2 separate regions of the Capra hircus genome follow, and region 1 is linked to region 2. A link is a contact called in public Hi-C data. All regions are on one chromosome and are shown on one strand. The core of a region is the stretch at or near the end of the contact, and the rest is flanking DNA. Distances in the headings are between cores, read along the strand shown. Region 1 overlaps CLSTN1 (calsyntenin-1). Region 2 overlaps CTNNBIP1 (beta-catenin-interacting protein 1).

What was found. A called contact is a pair of places that touch in the nucleus more often than the background predicts.
Region 1: a Hi-C map of blood shows a contact between it and region 2, with 2.9 times the contacts expected there. The contact joins two enhancer-like sites. A contact is called at or near these places in 2 of 5 Hi-C or Micro-C datasets (both in blood).

Annotation. Positions count from the first base shown.
Region 1 is chr16:42,230,882-42,235,029 of ARS1.2, forward strand. All of the region lies in intron 1 of CLSTN1 (calsyntenin-1), which reads left to right. Among named protein-coding and RNA genes, the nearest start is that of CLSTN1, 33 kb to the left of the region's middle. Within about 2 kb of position 2,235, at least 1 of the 5 cell types and tissues checked has an H3K27ac peak or open chromatin away from gene starts, as enhancers often do.
Region 2 is chr16:42,168,053-42,172,053 of ARS1.2, forward strand. It overlaps CTNNBIP1 (beta-catenin-interacting protein 1), which reads left to right. Exons shown (of 5, transcript XM_018060374.1): 5 at 3,534-4,001. The coding sequence ends at 3,592. Among named protein-coding and RNA genes, the nearest start is that of CLSTN1, 30 kb to the right of the region's middle. Within about 2 kb of position 2,064, at least 4 of the 5 cell types and tissues checked have an H3K27ac peak or open chromatin away from gene starts, as enhancers often do.

The sequences.
Region 1 (4,148 bases), core at 985-3,484, 63 kb after region 2:
AGTGGCTTTGTTTTTGAAAATGAATTAAATATCAGTACTAATGCTTTTCTTTGGTTTTAATTTTCAGCACTGATTATTATTATTGTTACTGATAGATAGACGAGCCCTCCTAAGGCAGAGTTGTTCAGGTCCTCAGGACCTTTGGTGTAGATGGGTTCTGAGAGTGCAGGCTCTGAGCCACCCCCATGATCACAGCAGTACCCCAGCTGCTGTGGGACAAGTCAGTGCAAGAGATGGGGAGGAGGCCATTACTGGGCTTTTGTAATAGCGCTCAGTGGACAGCTTCCCTTCTAGCTCAGTCGGTAAAGAATCTGCCTGCAATACAGAAGACATGGGTTCGATTCCTGGATCAGGAAGATACTCTGGAGAAGGAAATGGCAACCCACTCCAGTATTCTTGCCTGGAGAATCCCATGGACAGAGGAACCTTGCGGGCTACAGTCCATGGGGTCACAAGAGTCGGACACGACTGAGTGTTTCACTTCACTATTCAGTGGACAGCACAGGGGATAAGAAATGGCTACATCTGGGTTTATTTTGTGGGTGTGGAATTTTTTTTTAAATGTGGTAAAAAACCCATAACATAAAATTTCCCGTCTTCACCATTTTTAAGTGTTGGAGTCAGTGGTATTGGGTTCATTCATTCATACTGTTGTGCAGTCAACCGCTGGAACTCTTTTCGTCTTGCAAAACCAAAACCCTCTATACCCTTTAGCCAACTCCCTGTGGGTCTGGGTTTGCTTTGAAAGTGAAAGCAGGGAACTTGCTGTTGGTTTGGGTGCAGCCTGTATAAAATGTCGGGTGGAGGCGTCATAAGGAGAGAGCGGGTCGCTCATCTTCCCCCTCGCAGACACAGGCCTGCTCCTTTGGAATTTCACATGTGAGCACTCTGCTTCTTCAGTAGGTCATGTGGGAGTTAGTGCAAGTGGGGCTCAGGTGATTCTGATCCTCACTGTCTCCCCTCGTCCCATCATGGTTGAAACAAAAAAAGTAGGACCACATCACGGTCACACAGCATGAAAAACAGTTAAACAGTTAAATTTAGTTTCAGTCACTTCTGGTTGACTGCCCAAAGAGAATCTGGGTAGTTCATTCAAGAAATAGGCCCCAACTATGTGGAAATAAAGTTTAATAACCAGTGAATCTTAAAGGAAATCAACCCTGAATATTCATTGGAAGGACTGATGCTAAAGCTGAAGCTCCAATACTTTGGCCCACTTGATGTGAAGAGCCAACTCATTAGAAAAGACCCTGATGCTGGGAAAGATTGAAGGCAGGAGGAGAAGGGGATGACAGAGGATGAGATGGTTGGATGGTATCACTGACTCAGTTCAGTTCAGTCGCTCAGTCGTGTCCGATTCTTTGCGACCTCATGTACTGCAGCACTCTTCAGTATCCATCACCACCTCCCAGAGCTTGCTCAAACTCATGTACATTGAGTCAGTGATGCTATCCAACCACCTCATTCTCTGTTGTCCCCTTCTCTTCCCGCCTTCAATCTTTCCCAGCATCAGGGCCTTTTCCAGTGAGCAGCTCTTCGCATGAGGTGGCCAAAGTTTCAGCTTCAGCATCAGTCCTTCCAGTGAATATTCAGAACTAATTTCTTTTAGGATTGACTGGTTTGATATCCTTGCAGTCCAAGGGACTCTCAAGAGTCTTCTCCAACACCATGGTTCAAAAGCATAAATTCTTCAACGCTTAGCTTTCTTTGTAGTCCCAACTCTCACATCCATACACGACTACTGGAAAAACCATAGCTTTGACTAGACGGACCTTTGTTGGCAAAGTAATTAATGTCTCTGCTGTCTAGGTTGGTCATAGCTTTTCTTCCAGGAGCAAGCATCTTTTAATTTCGTGGCTGCAGTCACCATCTGCAGTGATTTTGGAGCCCCCCCCCCAAATAAAGTGAAACATCTCACTGTTTCCATTGTTTCCCCATCACTGACTCAATGGACATGAATGTGATGTAGTGAAGAACAGGGAAGCCTTGTGGGCTGCAGTCCACGGGGTGGCAGAGTCAGACATGACTTTAGTGGCTGAACAACAACATTCCTTTTAATCAGATCAGCTTCATGAGTCATTCCATGTTAATCTATATCCTGAGGTTATAATGTGAATTCTCAGAAGGTGAAAATAGGAAAATGGAAAGGTTCTAACTGTGAGAGGAGCTCAAAATAGGCTGGTGGAGGGAGGAACCCAGGGAGGGGCTTGGTGGCCTCAACCAGAGGAAAGTGTCAGCACAGACTCTCTGGGGGCCACAGCTGGGGAAAAACGAAATGGACAGAAACCACAAATTCATTTTCGCAGATCAGCGGGCTGTCAGAGCAGATGTTCTTAACCTAAACACGAAAGGAGCAGTGCTAGTACCCAACTGAGAAGGAAAAACAATCACTTCTCCAGTTGTCCACCCCAGCCCTGTGGGTTGTTGGGGATGGGGGTCCAGGCTTCACTAAAGAGGAAACTGAGGACTTCCCTGGTGGTGCGCTGGATAAGAATCCACCTACCAATGCAGGGGACATGGGTTTGATCCTTGGTCTAGGGAGATTCCATATGCCTCGGAGCAACTAGACTCGTGCGCCGCAACTCCTGAGCCTCTGTGCTGCAAGTACTGAGGCCCTTGTGCCTGGAGCCTGTTCTCTGCAGCAAGAGAAGCCGCTGCAGTGAGCCCGAGTGCCACAACCAGAGAGAGTCCACGTGGAGCAGTGAGGACCCAGGGCAGCCAAAAGCAGACATTCCAAAAAGGGGATTGAGATCAGGAGATCAGGTTCGTGTTCCAGGTCACACAGCACATTACAGGGGGCCACTGGGCTCTGGGTCCAGGCTGTCCTGATCCCAGAGCAGATTATTATTATTATTTAAAGCAGGTTTTTCTTGATCACTGTTTTCAGTCAGATTTTTCAGGAATTTTGCGTATCATTTTCTTTTAATTCATTATATTTGTAATTTTATATTCATAAATCTTGTTTCACCCATTTGTTTTACATTTCTTTTTGTAATGCTAATTTTAAATAAGTAATACTGTTATTATCATAAAGAAATAACATTTTAAGAATTGAAGTATAGTTGATTTACAATATTATGTTTCAGGTGTAAGATAGAGTGATTCAGTGTATTTATAGGTTACATTTGTTTAAAGTTATTTTCAAATAATGGCTGTATTTCTCTGCTATACAGTCTCCCTTTGTTGCTTCTGTATTTCATATGTAGCGGTTTGTATCTCTTTAAAAAAAAGTTGTTTTTTTGGAGGTATAGTTGATTTATAATGTGTTTCTGGTATACAGCAAAGTGATTCTGTCTTTAAAAATATATGTGTATATTTAAGTATATACTCTTAAATGTAGGCTTCCCTGGTGGCTCAGATGGTAAAGAATCTGCTTGATTTAGCACGCACGCAGTTTGGGAGACCCGAGTTTAATCCCTAGGTCAGGAAGATCCCCTGAAGGAGGGAATGGCTACCTATCCCAGGATTCTTGTCTGAAGAATTCCATGGACAGAGGATCCTGGTGGGCTACAGTCTAAGGGGTCTTGTATATATATTCTCTCTCTCTCTCATACACACATATACATTATCTTTATTCTTTATCTTTATATCTTTATCATATCTGTATATTCTTTTTCATATTCTTTCCCATCACTGACTCAGTGGACAGGAACTTGAGCAAATTCCAGGAGATAGTGAAGGACAGGGAAGCTTGGTGGGCTATAGTTCATGGGGGTGCATGACTTAGCAACTGAACAGCAAACCCATGATTTGTTACAAGATTCTGAGTACAGTTCCCTGTGCTATACAGTGGGGCCTTGTTGTTTAGTTTGTATCTTTTAATCTAAGAAATAACATTTTTATTTGTAACTCTTCTAGGATCGGCTGGAAACAGAGGTGGTATGAGTTAGTCTGTGAAACTGTCCATATAACCATCAATCTTTTTTCTTTCTTTCAGTTTCTAGAGCAGTTCATTTCTTATTTTCGGTTGCTTTGGGGGTTGGCCTCAGATAATTTCTGCATTTCTTTAGGAGTTTATCCCACTGGGGTCTTGTTACCAGACTTGGCCACAAAAAATAGCAGTGTGGCCTTTCAGACTCATGAGGGTTTTATTGTTAATGATACAGATGTATGTTTTCAAAAGCGGTGGCGTTGAAAATAACGATCCT
Region 2 (4,001 bases), core at 814-3,313:
TGGATTCCTTAGGATTTCTTATATGTGAGATCCATATCCTCTACAAATACAAAAATACTTCTTTCTTTCCAATTTGGATGCCTCTTATTTCTTTTTCTTGTCGAATTTCCCTGGATAGAACCTTAGACACAGTATTGAATAGAAGGGTGAGAGTGGATTTTGTCTACTGGTTCCTAATCTTGATGGGGGAGAGCTTTCAATCTTTCACCATTAAGTATGATAATAGCTGTGGGTTTTTAGTAGATGCCCTTTATCTGGTTGAAGAAGTTCCCTTTTATTCCTAGTGTGTTGGGTGTTTTTTATCATGAAGAGGTATTGAATTTTGTCAGATGTGTTTTCTGTGTCTATTCGAATGATTATATAGTTTTTGTTCCTTTTTCTATTGATAGGAGTTATTACATTAAGTGATTTTGGGGTATTAAACCAACCTTGCATTCCTGGGATAAATGTCACTTGGTCAGAGTATATAATCCTTTTTATATGTTGCTTGCTAGTATTTTGTGAGTGTTCTTGCATACCATAGGTGTTATGAATATGTATATTCATAAGAGATACTGGTCTGCAGTTCTCTTTCCTTGGGATGCCTTCATTTGGTGTTGGCTTTCTTTTATCTTTTAATGGGTCAGAGAGTGTGGAACAGGAGAGACTGATCAGCTTCTCCCCTCCTGTGCTCACTGCATCTGGTTGAAAAGGACAAATAGAAGCTCTGAGCCCACGTCCAGACAGGGTCAGCAAAAAGTACCAATGGGATGTACCAGCCTCGTCTATAAAATGAGATGGTAAACCTAGCTGATGGCCCAGATTCAGTGAGCTGGTCCTGCTGGCTTCTCTGTAGTATCTTCCTGTTGTGAGCCCTGCGTTTCCAGGACAGACAGAGCCTCTAAGGAAAGCCCCACATTCTGGCCTCAAAGGAGAAGGAGGGCTCATGAGGGTCGACTTTGGAGATCCCTCTTGGCTCTAAAGTTCTAAGAACTTGAATCATAATAATGAACTAAGCAGCTCACTCTCCACTGGGTGCTGTTGTTAAGTTGCTTCAGTCATGTCTGACTCTGTGCGACCCCATAGATGGCAGCCCACCAGGCTCCTCCATCCATGGGATTTTCCAGGCAAGAGTACTGGAGTGGGGTGCCAAAGCCTTCTTCAGTGCATGAAAGGAAAAGTGAAAGTGAAGTCACTCAGTCATGTCTGACTCTTTGAGACCCCACGGACTGCAGCCTACCAGGTTCCTCCGTCCATGGGATTTTCCAGGCGAAAGTACTGAGAGTGGGTTGCCATTGCCTTCTCCACTGGGTGATCGGCCCCAATTCCTCGGAGAAGGGGAAGGGCCACATCCTCACCTCATAGCCCGCAGGGTCAGGCCCTTGTTGAGTGACGAATGCCAGGCCAACCAGTGTAAGAAAGGTCAGAGGAGGTTCTGGAAGAGCCTGCCCTGCTCTGGGTCCCCAAAGGAAAGCAGATCTCTGTTGGTGAGCCCTGGAAAACAGTGAGTCCTTTAGGAACAGAACAGAGCCGGGGTGGGCAGTGGCTCTGTGGGCCCTTTATGCAACGGCTCCAGCAGCAGAGTGGGAGGCCCTATAAACAGGAGCCGCGGGTCCCCAGCCCTCTCCGCCCCAGCCAGACCAGCTGGCAGAGCAGCCCTGGTGCAGATGTCTTGTTAGGGAGTTGCTGGAGTCCCTCAATGACCTTGAGGAGGTGACTTCTTTCCCCACCTCTCAGAGTGCAGCCCAGGTGCACTCATCCTGCAGCCCCTGCGTCTGGGCTCCTCCAAGGAACCGATGGCCATTCCCTCTGCAGGCTCACTCTTCCCTCCCGGGGTCGCTGGTGCTATTTTTGTGCCTGCAGCTCAGCACAAAGGCCCAAGGTCCCTGCAAGCAAGCCCATGGGACAGGCCAGGAAAGCAGTGAGTGGGCTGCCACTGTGCATGGCCTCTTGCTGACAACTCCCCTTTCACGGTCTCCCTCCAGCCCCCTCCTGCTTAGCGAGCTGGAGAGTCGACACTCGGGAAAAGCCAGCATCTGTTAGGTAACTGGCTCAGCTGCCATGCAGGGTATGATGTAATCTTGGATCCTGTGGTTGCTAGGAAAATTCTGCCCGCAGTGATATTGCGTGGTCCGAGGAGCGAGGCGAGTACAGAATGTTCCCGAGAAGACGGGAAGGATTGCTAGGGCTTCCCAAGCACAGGAGCCCGGAGAAGTTGGATGACCCAAGCTCCTTTCTAGAAGCTTGTTCCCCTTGCCGGGAATAGAGGTTGTGCTGGTAGCAGCAGAACATCAGGTCAGGTGGGGTTGTGCAGCAGGGTGACTCCCCTTGGCAGCGGCACCTTGGTTCTCTGGTGCTAAACTGCAGGCACTTGTCTGTCATGTGACATCCTTCTCGGAGGGGCCCTCCTCCTGTAGCACCAGGGCTGGGCACCTCCTCCGCTCCTCCCGGCAGGACAGTTAGGCAGGAGGCACCAAGAAGCTGCCTTGGGAAGTGGCAACTCCCTGCGGCATGGAAGGAGCTGGCCCACACCATGCCCTGGGGGGCAGGCAGTGGTGGAGTCCTGCCCTCTCTCTGGTTTCCCATGCCAGCAGCTCCACCAGGCATCACTCCCCCAAACCCCTACCTCCTGCTCAATGGCCCCACACCCCCTGTGTTGCAGTTCCGACCCTCCCCTCCCAGGGAGAATTCCTCCAGCAGAACAGAAGTATGTTTGAAAGGCCAAAGGCAACTGACTGCTCTTTAACGTTCAGGGTGTGACCAAGAACCTAGGTTTAGAAAAAAGGGGAGAGACGTGGCAGGACCCAGGCACCGGAGGCAGAGCGGGACCTGTAGGTGACCTCACCTGCCCCACAGCGCCTGTGCTCAGCCTTCCTCCCAGCAGCTCCGGGGGAGGCAAGTCCGCATTCCAGACTCTCCCCCTCCTCCCTCCTGCCTTTTCTGGCTGCAAGTCAGAGCCTGTCTCAGGGAAAACAAGACAAAGGAAGTGGTTTCATGAGACCCTGGACCAGAATCCTCAAATCTACCATGAAAAATAGCAACGGAAAGATTATGGCCATTATCTGTCTCTGTAGGAGCCGGGCTGGAAGTGGGCCTGGCTGTGCTCCTCTGAATAGGTGATGGGGTTTGGACAAAGGAATGAGTGCTAGAAATCAGGAGGGAGATCCTCCAAAGGGATGGAGACCAGAGTCTTCAGAAAGAAGAGGCGTTTCCCAAGGGCCCCTGGCTTTGGTGACCTTGGAGCAAGGGTCACCGGCAGAGAGAGCCCTGCTCAGGACAGCAGCCTGGGTTCTTGTCCTGCTCTCTGCTCTTGGAGGTGTAGCCTAGAGTGAGCCTCTGAGCTTCACCCTGGCAACCTGCCTCAGGAGGCCCTGCAGCTGGGTTGCTGGCAAATCCTGGCCAGGCTGTAGGGGAGGCTCAAGAAGGGCAGTGGGCTTCCCAAGAAGCACTTTGTTCTCAGAAAGCACCCCTCCTTCAAGGACTGACACCGCATGGGGGCCGCAGCCCAGCGCCAGAGGCCCATCCAGCAGCGGTTCTCTCCCCACGGTCTGCAGGTGCGGAGGACGTAGTGATGGCGTTTTCCAGGTCGGAGACGGAGGACCGGAGGCAGTAGCCGCAACCCCCGTGGAACACCCTGGAAGCTGGCCAAGGCCAGGAGATCTGTGTGGACCTCACCGCTGAGTGGCAGAGGGTCATCTCCCCTCCCCCTGGCCCCCCACCCCACCCCACACTACCCCACCCCACGGCCACTCAGCATCCTTCGGGGAGACACCAGTGGTGCGGTCACGATTGGCTTAAAGAGACGGACTCATGATTGGCTGCAGGAAGAAACCTTTTTATTTTTAAATCTTGACCAATGGAAACCTTTTTATTTTTATTTTCTGACTCTTATTTTAAAAAAAGAAAAAAAATTTGCGCCTCGGGTGTATGGCTTCCCAGGAAGCTCTCCGAGCTCTGGTGCTTTATTTGGGTCACTCTTGAGGAACATGAGGAGGTCCGATTGGCGGCTTAAACTGGAAAAG